Linked DNA regions of Mus musculus: all the other regions are linked to region 2. A link is a contact called in public ChIA-PET and promoter capture Hi-C data. All regions are on one chromosome and are shown on one strand. The core of a region is the stretch at or near the end of the contact, and the rest is flanking DNA. Distances in the headings are between cores, read along the strand shown. Region 1 has its middle 34 kb from the start of Fgd2. Region 2 overlaps Tmem217 (transmembrane protein 217). Region 3 overlaps Fgd2 (FYVE, RhoGEF and PH domain containing 2).

What was found. Promoter capture Hi-C pulls out the DNA fragments that hold promoters and counts their contacts. ChIA-PET counts read pairs in DNA pulled down with a chosen protein or histone mark.
Region 1: a contact with region 2 is called in an RNA polymerase II ChIA-PET map of effector CD8 T cells, with 68 read pairs. The contact joins two enhancer-like sites. A contact is called at or near these places in 23 of 39 promoter capture datasets (the 3T3-L1 cell line, 3T3-L1-derived adipocytes, the C10 cell line and 17 more), 6 of 484 Hi-C or Micro-C datasets (the 3T3-L1 cell line, Sertoli cells, bone marrow-derived macrophages and 3 more), 25 of 115 datasets of contacts at active chromatin or transcription factors (CD8 T cells, the HPC-7 cell line, Th17 cells and 20 more) and 4 of 9 other capture datasets (adipose tissue, embryonic stem cells, liver and 1 more).
Region 3: a contact with region 2 is called in a promoter capture Hi-C map of the HPC-7 cell line, with 2.3 times the contacts expected there. The contact joins two enhancer-like sites. A contact is called at or near these places in 26 of 39 promoter capture datasets (the 3T3-L1 cell line, 3T3-L1-derived adipocytes, the C10 cell line and 18 more), 3 of 15 datasets of contacts at CTCF or cohesin (CD8 T cells and embryonic stem cells), 13 of 484 Hi-C or Micro-C datasets (the 3T3-L1 cell line, 3T3-L1-derived adipocytes, the F1.1 cell line and 8 more), 23 of 115 datasets of contacts at active chromatin or transcription factors (the 230-238 cell line, CD8 T cells, the HPC-7 cell line and 15 more) and 5 of 9 other capture datasets (adipose tissue, embryonic stem cells, liver and 2 more).

Annotation. Positions count from the first base shown.
Region 1 is chr17:29,392,953-29,396,021 of GRCm38.p6, forward strand. No RefSeq gene overlaps it. Among named protein-coding and RNA genes, the nearest start is that of Fgd2, 34 kb to the left of the region's middle. Within about 2 kb of position 1,324, at least 158 of the 459 cell types and tissues checked have an H3K27ac peak or open chromatin away from gene starts, as enhancers often do. A contact at or near this core is called in CD8 T cells, the HPC-7 cell line, Th17 cells and 6 more, where this site is marked.
Region 2 is chr17:29,530,464-29,533,682 of GRCm38.p6, forward strand. The region is part of intron 2 of Tmem217 (transmembrane protein 217); the gene reads right to left. Among named protein-coding and RNA genes, the nearest start is that of Tmem217, 18 kb to the right of the region's middle. Within about 2 kb of position 1,683, at least 80 of the 459 cell types and tissues checked have an H3K27ac peak or open chromatin away from gene starts, as enhancers often do. A contact at or near this core is called in CD8 T cells, the HPC-7 cell line, Th17 cells and 9 more, where this site is marked.
Region 3 is chr17:29,369,974-29,372,885 of GRCm38.p6, forward strand. All of the region lies in intron 9 of Fgd2 (FYVE, RhoGEF and PH domain containing 2), which reads left to right. Among named protein-coding and RNA genes, the nearest start is that of Fgd2, 11 kb to the left of the region's middle. Within about 2 kb of position 1,593, at least 58 of the 459 cell types and tissues checked have an H3K27ac peak or open chromatin away from gene starts, as enhancers often do. A contact at or near this core is called in CD8 T cells, the HPC-7 cell line, neural stem cells and 2 more, where this site is marked.

The DNA of each region.
Region 1 (3,069 bases), core at 74-2,573, 140 kb before region 2:
TGCAGCTGAGGGTCACCCTCACCCCCACACCCCTATCATACTCTTGGTCCTAGGAGTGGTTGGTCCCCATAACCCCTGGGTAGCTGCCAGGGATGTTAAAGGGCCTGAGCGAGTGTCCAAATGCTTTGGTAGACCCTATATTTAAATACAACCACAACGTGTATAATTTACACAGCCACGCTATGATTGTGCAGTTAACATTAGATGGATACTTAATAACTCCATTCTTACTATTGGAACATGGTGCGAGAACGGGATCCTGAGAGGTGAGTTCTGAGTGCTAGTGAGAACACTTGATTTCTTCAAACACAGGGAGTTGTCCTTGAAAAGGTACTTTTGTGCCCCTCACAGATGTAGCAGATAGGAGCGCGTTTACTTCAGATTATTTATTACAGCTGGCTATTATGTGTTTATATGCCTCCATGGAAAAGCACTTTTGCCACGTGTGGACAAGCAGCACTTTACCCTACGCTTGCGACTGCACCGCCCACCATGTGATTGGACACTTTACTCACGTGACTCAGAGTTTAGCTTGTCTGCTGCTCTAAAACTGGCTGTTGGATGAGCCTTTAGTCCCCTTGGTTTTTTAGGCTCCACTATCCCAGGTTCACACCGCCAATCAGAGTGCTAACCGCCTATCAGATACTATTCTATTGTGGAACCAAGACTAACCCCTCCCCTGCTGTGGCTGCAGACCTGTCAGTGGCCTGGGGCATTGTGACCAGAGATTCAGTTGTGTACCCTTTAAGACTCTTCCAAGGAAATCCCAGTATATGCTGGAGGGAAACCCCATCAAAGTACGCAGGAGTCTGTGTCAACACCCAACACTGTGGGTACAGGGTAGGTGGGGGTGTGGCTTCCGGCTGGCTTGCCACTAGGCCAGAAAAAACCCCACAGATCTGGGGTATGACTGTCCACCTCAGAGTCCCATTGTAGAGCTGAGCTTGTAGATGCCTTTTGAGCTCCTAAGCCAGGCCTGACATTGGAAAGTTGTAGAACTTAAGCTCTTGGCCGTACTCAAAGGTCCATGAGCATGAGTCTCCTCCACGCAGAGCCTTGTGGGAGACCGAGGATGGGGCTAAAGGGGGTGGGGTTCCTGGTGCCCCAGGTGCGAGAGCAAAGGATCGCCTACTTTTAAAAACAAAAACAGGACATTAGTGAACTATAAACACTCCAAAGAAAAAAGAATAATAATGGTATATTATGACATTTCCCCAAAGCTGTTTATCTGAAATTCCGATTTAACCCCACCACCGCCACAGCTGTGCATGCTCTACCACAACAGCCTGAGTCATTCAGCCGGTGACCTTCAGGCAAATGTTTTTTTTTTGAAGGGAAACAGCATCACGGTTGGGGGAATCCCCAGCTGTCATCAAAACATGTGTTGGCATAGTAGAAACCCCCAAATAATGTCGTGAGCTGGAAATAGAAAAGGTGACAAGCCTAAGTGCCTTAGGGCGGGTAGGCTTTAGGACTTGGAAGGTGTCCACAGCTGGAATGCTGGCTCCTTCTGCACATCTGGCTGCAAGTGTGGGAGAATAGAGAGAGAGAGAGAGCAGACTTTCTAAGCAGAACCTGTTGAGGGAAGAGTCTCCTCCCAAGACAGGCTCCCAGCTTTAGAAATGACGACTCTGTCTCTTTCTTCACGGACACTTTGTGGGGATTATAAGAGGAAGTGAGTCTGAAGCGCTTGGGACATGGTTGCCACCTGCAGTCAATGGTGGCCATTCTAAGTTGCTGTTTGTTGCCCAGGTGAGCTCTCTTAAGATCCTGTGACTCACTGGGCAGTGGCAGGGCACATCTTTAATCCCAGTACTTGGGAGGCAGAGGCAGGCAAATTTCTGAGTTCAAAGCCAGCCTGGTCTAGTTCCAGGACAGCCAGGGCTAAACAGAGAAACCCTGTCTCAAAAGAAAAAAAAAAATCCTGTGACTCTAGGTAAGGAAGGAACGTACCTCAGCTGGTGACAGTGACTCCTACATGCAGGAAGCCCTGGGTTGGACCCTCAGCACTGAGAGTGGTGGTACTTGCCTGTGGTCCCGCATTTAAAAAGGTGAAGGCCAGAGGAGGTTTAGGGCTTCAGAGGTTCCCCTTGAGGCTAATGTAGGCTTCCTGAGACCTCTCTCTCTCTCTCACTCTCTCTCTCTCTCTCTCACACACACACACACACACACAGAGAGAGAGAGAGAGAGAGAGAGAGAGAGAGAGAGAGAGATGGTAGGAACGGTGTATATTCTTTAGTCATAAGTGGTTCTAGGTCAGGACCAGAAGCTACAGGGATTTCTCTGTCTCTGCTCTGATTAGATTTTGCTTTTTGTCAGCAAAGTCTGGAGAAAGAGACTGCAGCTTAACTTTGAGGGTCCAGGATATGAGCTCCTATAGTAGCCCCTGAGTGTGTTGGTGGGACCGGGAGCAGACCTGGAGGATCTGGAATGGCCCCAGAGAACACAGCTCACTTCCTCTTGTGCCAGGCCCACCCAGAGGCCCCAGCAAGTGCACTTCAGTTAGAGCCTAGCTGGGAAAACCCCTGGAGTACAATTTCTCTTCCTTCAACACTCGGGTTTCTTAGAATGAAACTGAAAGCCCACAGGAGAAACTGCCACTTCTCCTTCCCCAGAAGGAGGAACTTGGACTCCCCTGACAGGAAAGTTCGAGTGGGGCTTCTGGGAATCCACCACCACTTCCGTGCTGAGGAAAACCGCAGGCAGGGGTGGGGGTAGGCTAGGGGACCGCTGCGGACCGGTCACCATCTTCACCTCTGTAGGTGGCTTCAGTATATGCCTCTGCTGCTCAGCACTCCTATCCAGCTGGGATCCTATCAGCTTCTAATTTCCTACTGGTGCGGGGCTCTGTTCCTATGAAACCCCTGTCATATCGGTCATATCGGGACTGGGGTTCCTAGTGGGGACAAGAAGCTGGGTTTTGGCTGGGTGTGGTGGCGCATGCCTTTAATCCCAGCACTTGGGAGGCAGAGGCAGGCAGATTTCTGAGTTCGAGGCCAGCCTGGTCTACAGAGTGAGTTCCAGGACAGCCAGGGCGATACAGAGAAACCCTGTCTCGAAACACCCCTC
Region 2 (3,219 bases), core at 433-2,932:
ATGGACTGAGCTATCTCCTTCAGACCTTAAAGCTTCGATTTTCTGTTTCTGTTTTGTTTGAGACTGGGTCTTACTGTGTAGCCCTGGCTGGCCTGGAACTCACAGATCTGCCTGCTTCTGTCTAGAGAGCTGGGCTCAAGGCATCTTTAACTACGCAAGGCTCAAAACACATTTTACTGGTGCCCCACCACCACCCCAATGTTGGCTTACAAATTCCATTGCCGCTTCTTGCTCCTCCTCCTCTCCCCGCCCTCTTCCTGGCCCCTCCCACTGGCTCTTACCTCCTGCGCGCTCTCTCTCTCCTCTCTCCTCTCTCTCTCTCTCTCTCTCTCTCTCACACACACACACACACACACACATACACACACATAGAGGAATTAAAATCTAGGACCCACATGTGAGAGAACGCAGGTCCTATTTGTCCTTTTGAGCCTGGTTTATTCTACTTCTACTTCATTTACTTCATTCGAGGATTTCCAGCTTCATCCATTTCTCTGCAAATGTCACTATTTCATATTATTTCACAGCTGAATGATTTCCACAGTCTGTACCTTCCGCATCTCCTCCATCCATCAATCCTTCCATCAGCTGATGGATATCCATGCTGGTCCCACTCCTAGATGTCTTGGGTTTCTGAGACAGAAGGCGAGGGGTGTCTTAGCTGCCTGTTTTGCCTCAGGGCCCCTCCTAAAGTAAAGGTCTGGAGCGGCTGCCAGCTGAAGGCTGTCCTCCGAGGAGGGTCCTTTCACTCACCTGGCTGTTGGTAGCTCCTGGCCAGAAACCTCAGCTCTCTTCTTCTGGCCTGTTTTAAGGGCTGCCTGAGTCTCCTTGTGCCATGGCTGCAGGCTTTCCTCGAGGGTAACTGTTTGGTAGCAGCAGAGAATGGCTGTGTCTTTTTTTTTCTTTTAAATTTTATGTGGTTGAGTGCCTTTCTGCATGTAGGACCGCCAGGTGCCTGCAGTGCCCATAGTAGCCCGAAGAGGGCGCCAGTTGGAGCCCGAGGAACTGGAATTACACAGGCAGTTGTGAGCAGCAAATGCTCTTACCACTGAGCCATCTCTCCAGCCCTGCGGTCTTGCTTCTTATAGGCTTACTAAAGGCTAACCACAGGGCTGCGCACACAGTCCTGGCCGATGGCAGCCTCCGCTCATCACCCCAGGGTGATGAGGCTTTGAGCTTTCTTCTCAGCCAAGTAGCCAGCATCCAACCCAGCAGGGTGTGTGTGTGTGTGGGGGGGCACTCTCTAGGGGGCACAACCTGCTACCTCCCCAGTTTTCCCAACAGGAGAGAAATCCCAGATACTGTAGGGAAGCTAGGGTCTTCCCTTCTTCCTGTATTCTTCCAGGCCAAACTCTTGCTCAAGAGATCAGATTTCCCAAAACAAAAACCCAATCCTCTCCAACACAGAAAGAAAACCAGCCTGCCATGCTTGACAGTGAGTCAGCTGACAAGCAGGGAAACCAGTCCCCACTGGGGATGGGCGAATGCAGACAATAAACCACAGGGCTGCGCACACAGTCCTGGCCGATGGCAGCCTCCGCTCATCACCCCAGGGTAGCTCTACACATCCCTTGCTATGTCTATAATCTTTTCTTTCTCCAGTGCCTTTTCTCTACTTGGCTCTTTCCTCTGGGTCTTTCAGGTCTCCTACGCGGTGTCAGGGTCCCACGGTAGCTTCCTTTCTGTGGTCACTGGCTGACTGCCAACTTGCCTCTCACTAGCAGGCCAATCAGGAGTGCCCCGGAAGCTCTCCTCTGCGCTCCTTTCTTCCACAGGATGTCAAACACATCTCTGAGAACTTTCAGTGAATTCTCACTGTTCAATGCTCAGAACTGGGGTACATGGGCACCCCTAGCCACGGTATCACCATAGCTGCCATAGACAAATATTTATGCCAGGACTAGAACTCAGCTGCCTTATTCCACTAGCAAGGAGCCCTCTTGATGAAGAATATGGAGTTTGTTCTGCTCAGGACCCGTTTTCCTTGAATGTGGAGGTCTCTGATGTGGGACAGGACCTTCCCTTCCTTAGTGTAGCAATTGCGCCTTCCACAGACAGCCACACAGTTGGCCAGAATAAAGTTTAGATTTCCAAGTATCACTTGCAGCTAATGGCTATGCTACCAAAGGGTTTTTATTTATTTATTTATTTATTTATTTATTTATCTATTTAGTGTGTTTATTTTTGGACCAGAGGAAGGGAGTATTTTGAGATAGGGTTTCTCTGTGTAGCCTTTACTGTCCTAGAACTCACTCTGGCCTTGAACTCAGAGTTCTGCCTGCCTCTGCTCAGATTAAAGGAGTGCACCACTGCCCAGCTTGGAAGTTGGTAGCCTGGTTGCTACCAACGTTTTTTAAATGACATTTTATTCATTTTGTGTGCATGCAAGAGTTATGGTTGTGGATGTGAGCATGCCACAGTGTGTTTGTGGAGGTTGGATGACAACTTTTGGGAGTAGGCTTTCTTCTTCCACCTTCATGAGGGTCCTAGGAAAATGGAACTTGGACTTTCAGCCATCTTGTTTGGCTTTTGATGCCTCGTGTAGCCTGGGATTGCCATGAATCCATTATGACTTTGAAATCCTGATCCTTCTGCCTCTACCTCCAGTGTCGGGGTCACAGGCTTGGAACCACTGTGTCTGGCTTGATGCTGTCAATTTGTAAGAAAGGGCTGAGAAGAGAAGAAACCAAGGTGGCCATCTGTATTAAATATCAGACTCCTGTCGTTCCTCTTTGTCATCCAGATGGCTCAGAGGTATTTACGGGAGGGGCCCAGCTAGGGACACTTGCACTATCACAGACCCCTGCTTCTACAGACAGAACAACAGAGAAAAGAGATGGAGACCCCTGAGGGTTTCACAGAGCAGACCCCCATTGTGTTTTAAACTCCCACAGGAGAGGGTTAAATGACTGTCCTGCTGTATTCACCTCATGTTATTTTGTAGCCAGGCTGAAAGGATAAAACTGCCTTGAATGATCTACCTTACAAGCATTCTAAAGTCTGCCACAGCTGGGGCCAGGGATGGCTCTGTGGTTAAGAGGGCTTACAGTCCTTGGGGAGGACCCCAGCTCAGTTCTCAACTCATGAAGGCAGCTCTCAGCCGCTTTAGGAGATTCAACGTCATCTTCTGGACTTTGAGGAACTTACACATGTGCACATATATGCATAATAATTAAAAATAAAATGAATCTGGCCACTCCAGCAAGAGAAGCAGAGTCC
Region 3 (2,912 bases), core at 343-2,842, 160 kb before region 2:
CATCGTCAGCCCTGCACAAACTGGGTGGGATCAGGGCAAATCTGTAATCAATCCCAGCCCTGAGAACCCTGGAAGCCAGGTGGCAGAAGACCCTGGCAAGAGTACCCAAGTCAGAGGCAAAAGCTCAGAGGTACAATGGCTGAAGCCCAGGATCTAACCCCAGTCTGCACCCCGTGAAGATCTCCAGAGTGGGAACACCACCTGAGGGTTCATAGTGTCTCACATGAGTTAGCTGGAGTCTTTCACGTGTGCAGCCCCTACTTGAGGCTTCTAGCCTCCATCCTGAGATGGCCAGAGAGTCCCAGAGGCTGGAGAGTAGGCAGGTGTATCTGATAGGGGCCCTTATGAGCAAGTCTGAGGGAGGAGGTAGAGAGAGGCCCTTAGTGAGCAAGTCTGAGGGAGGAGGGTAGTGAGCAAGTTTGAGGGAGGAGGGTGACCTGATTAGGGGTGAGAAGAAGACATTGGAGGAACATAGCAGAGATCAGCCAACCAAGGCTGGATGTGACGGTGCACGAGTTTAATTTCAGTACTTAGGAGGCAGAGTTAGGTGGACCTCTGTGAGCTTGAATCTAGAACTGGTCTACACACTGAGTTTCAGGCTAGACGGGTCTATATAGCAAGTTACAGGCTAGCCAGGGCCACAGAGTGCAACTCTGTCACAGAAGGAGGAGGAGGAGGAGGATGAAGGACAAAAGACACAGAACCCAAAGGAGATTCACAGCCTGCAATCCCAGCACTTAAGAGGCTGAGGCAGGAGGATTACTGCAAATTCAGGACAGTCTGGATTGTAGTGAATTCCGAGCTGGCCTGGAATACACAGAGAGACCATCTCAAAAATAACACATACACACACACACACACCACACACACACACACACACCACACACACACACACCATACACACACATACAAACACAGACAAAAACAAAAAAACAAAACAAAAGACAAAACAAACCTGGGTTTGTAATGTAGCTCCTTTGGTAAAAGGTTTGCTTAGCATTCACTGAGCCTGGATCAGAGCCCCAGTACCCAGTAGCCCAGGAGTGGTGGCACCCATCTGTAATCTCAGCCCTTGGCAAGTGGTGGCAGGAGGGTCAGGAATTCCAGACCATCCTTGGCTACATGGTGAGGTTAACGCCAGCTGCGACCATGTGAGAAAGCCACTAATTCCCTGTATGCCTGCTCTTGGCTGCCACCGTTTGGCAAGTCTGTCTCACTGGCTAGCAGCCCCATAGCACCCTCTGCTGGACATTGCTGGACATGGTGGGTGAAGAGCTGTCTACAACAAATGGAAACCACTTTTTGAGTCAGGCTTGAGGGACAGAGGGGCTTGAACCACCTTAGCTGTTCTACCGGCCTATGGCCTATGTATGACCTGGTCTGAGCTGGCCCTTGTGTTTCCCAGCCTAAAAAGAAGGAGAGGTTACACAGGCGTGCCATCCAGGAACCTCACATAGAACCCAACAGGTTGTACCCTGCACAAGGATACCTTATCCCAGAGGTGCCATCAGTAGCCAACTGTGATATGTCATAGATTGCAGATTTACAGTGAAAGCTGGCCAGCAGGTGGCAGTCAAACATCTCATTCTGACAAGATCTGGAGATGTGCCAGTTGGCCACAGATATCAGGAGATCAGGAGAGCCTTCTGAAGCAGGCAGGGGGTCCTTTGTTGATGAGCCCAAAGAACTGTGTGGGATAGAAAGACCCTGAACTGAGCCAGACCTCCAGAGTGTGGTTAAGCCAGCCCAGCGGGAAGCTAAAACCTGGAGGCTCAGGGGCTAAAGAGATGGCTCAGCAGTTAAGAGCACCGATTGCTCTTCTAGAGGTCCTGAGTTCAATTCCCAGCAATCACATGGTGGCTCACAACCATCTGTAATGGGCATCTGATGCTGTCTTCTGCTGTGTCTGAAGGCAGTGACAGCGTACCCACATATACGAAATAAATATGGCCAGAGCGAGTGGGAGCGGGACCAGAAAAAATAAGAAGAAAGAGAGAGAGAGAGAGAGAGAGAGAGAGAGAGAGAGAGAGAGAGAGAGAAGGAGGGGGGAGGAGAGAGAGAGAAGGAAAGAAGGAAGGAAGGAAAGAAATAAAGAAAGAACACACAAACCTGGAGGCTCCAATCCCAAGGCATCTTGACTCAGACCCAGAACTCCCTGGGCTTCCCCTCTCCTCTCATAGCTTTCCAGCCCTTCCTGCCTGGACTCCTGCAAGCTTTAGGCCTCCACTTGCCTTTCCCGATCCTTCCTCTGACAGGAATGGTAACAGTTCATCCAGGTCTCCCACGCTGCCCCCTCAGCGCCCGCCCCTCTATTCTCAGGGCATCTGTCCTTCGCAGCAGGTCTCACAGGCCTGAGCTGCAAAGTGGCGGCTCTGCTCCACGTCACCCAGGCTCCCCACATCCAGCAGGATACAGGGTCCAGACCACACCCAGCCCTCCCTGATGTGAGTCTGTGCATACAGCACAGTCTCCAGCCTCAGTCCTTTTATTTTTTTAAGGCTCATTTATTTATATGAGCAGACTGCAGCTGTCTTCAGACTCACCAGAAGAGGGCATCAGATCCCATTACAGATGGTTGTGAGCTACCATGTGGTTGCTGGGAATTAAACTCAGGACCTCTGGAAGAGCAGTCAGTGCTCTTAACCACTGAGCCATCTCTCCAGCCCCCAACCTCACTCTTTTTTTTTTCCCCCGAGACAGGGTTTCTCTGTGTAGCCCTGGCTGTCCGGGAACTCACTCTATAGACTAGGCTGGTCTCGAACTAAGAAATCCACCTGCCTCTGCCTCCCAAGTGTTGGGATTAAAGGCATGCGCCACCACTGTCCAGCATCCAACCTCACTCTTGATGGCAGAAACCCAATGCTAGGTGCCTCATTTTGCCCCTTAAAAGCTGTGTGACCTTAGGCAGGTCT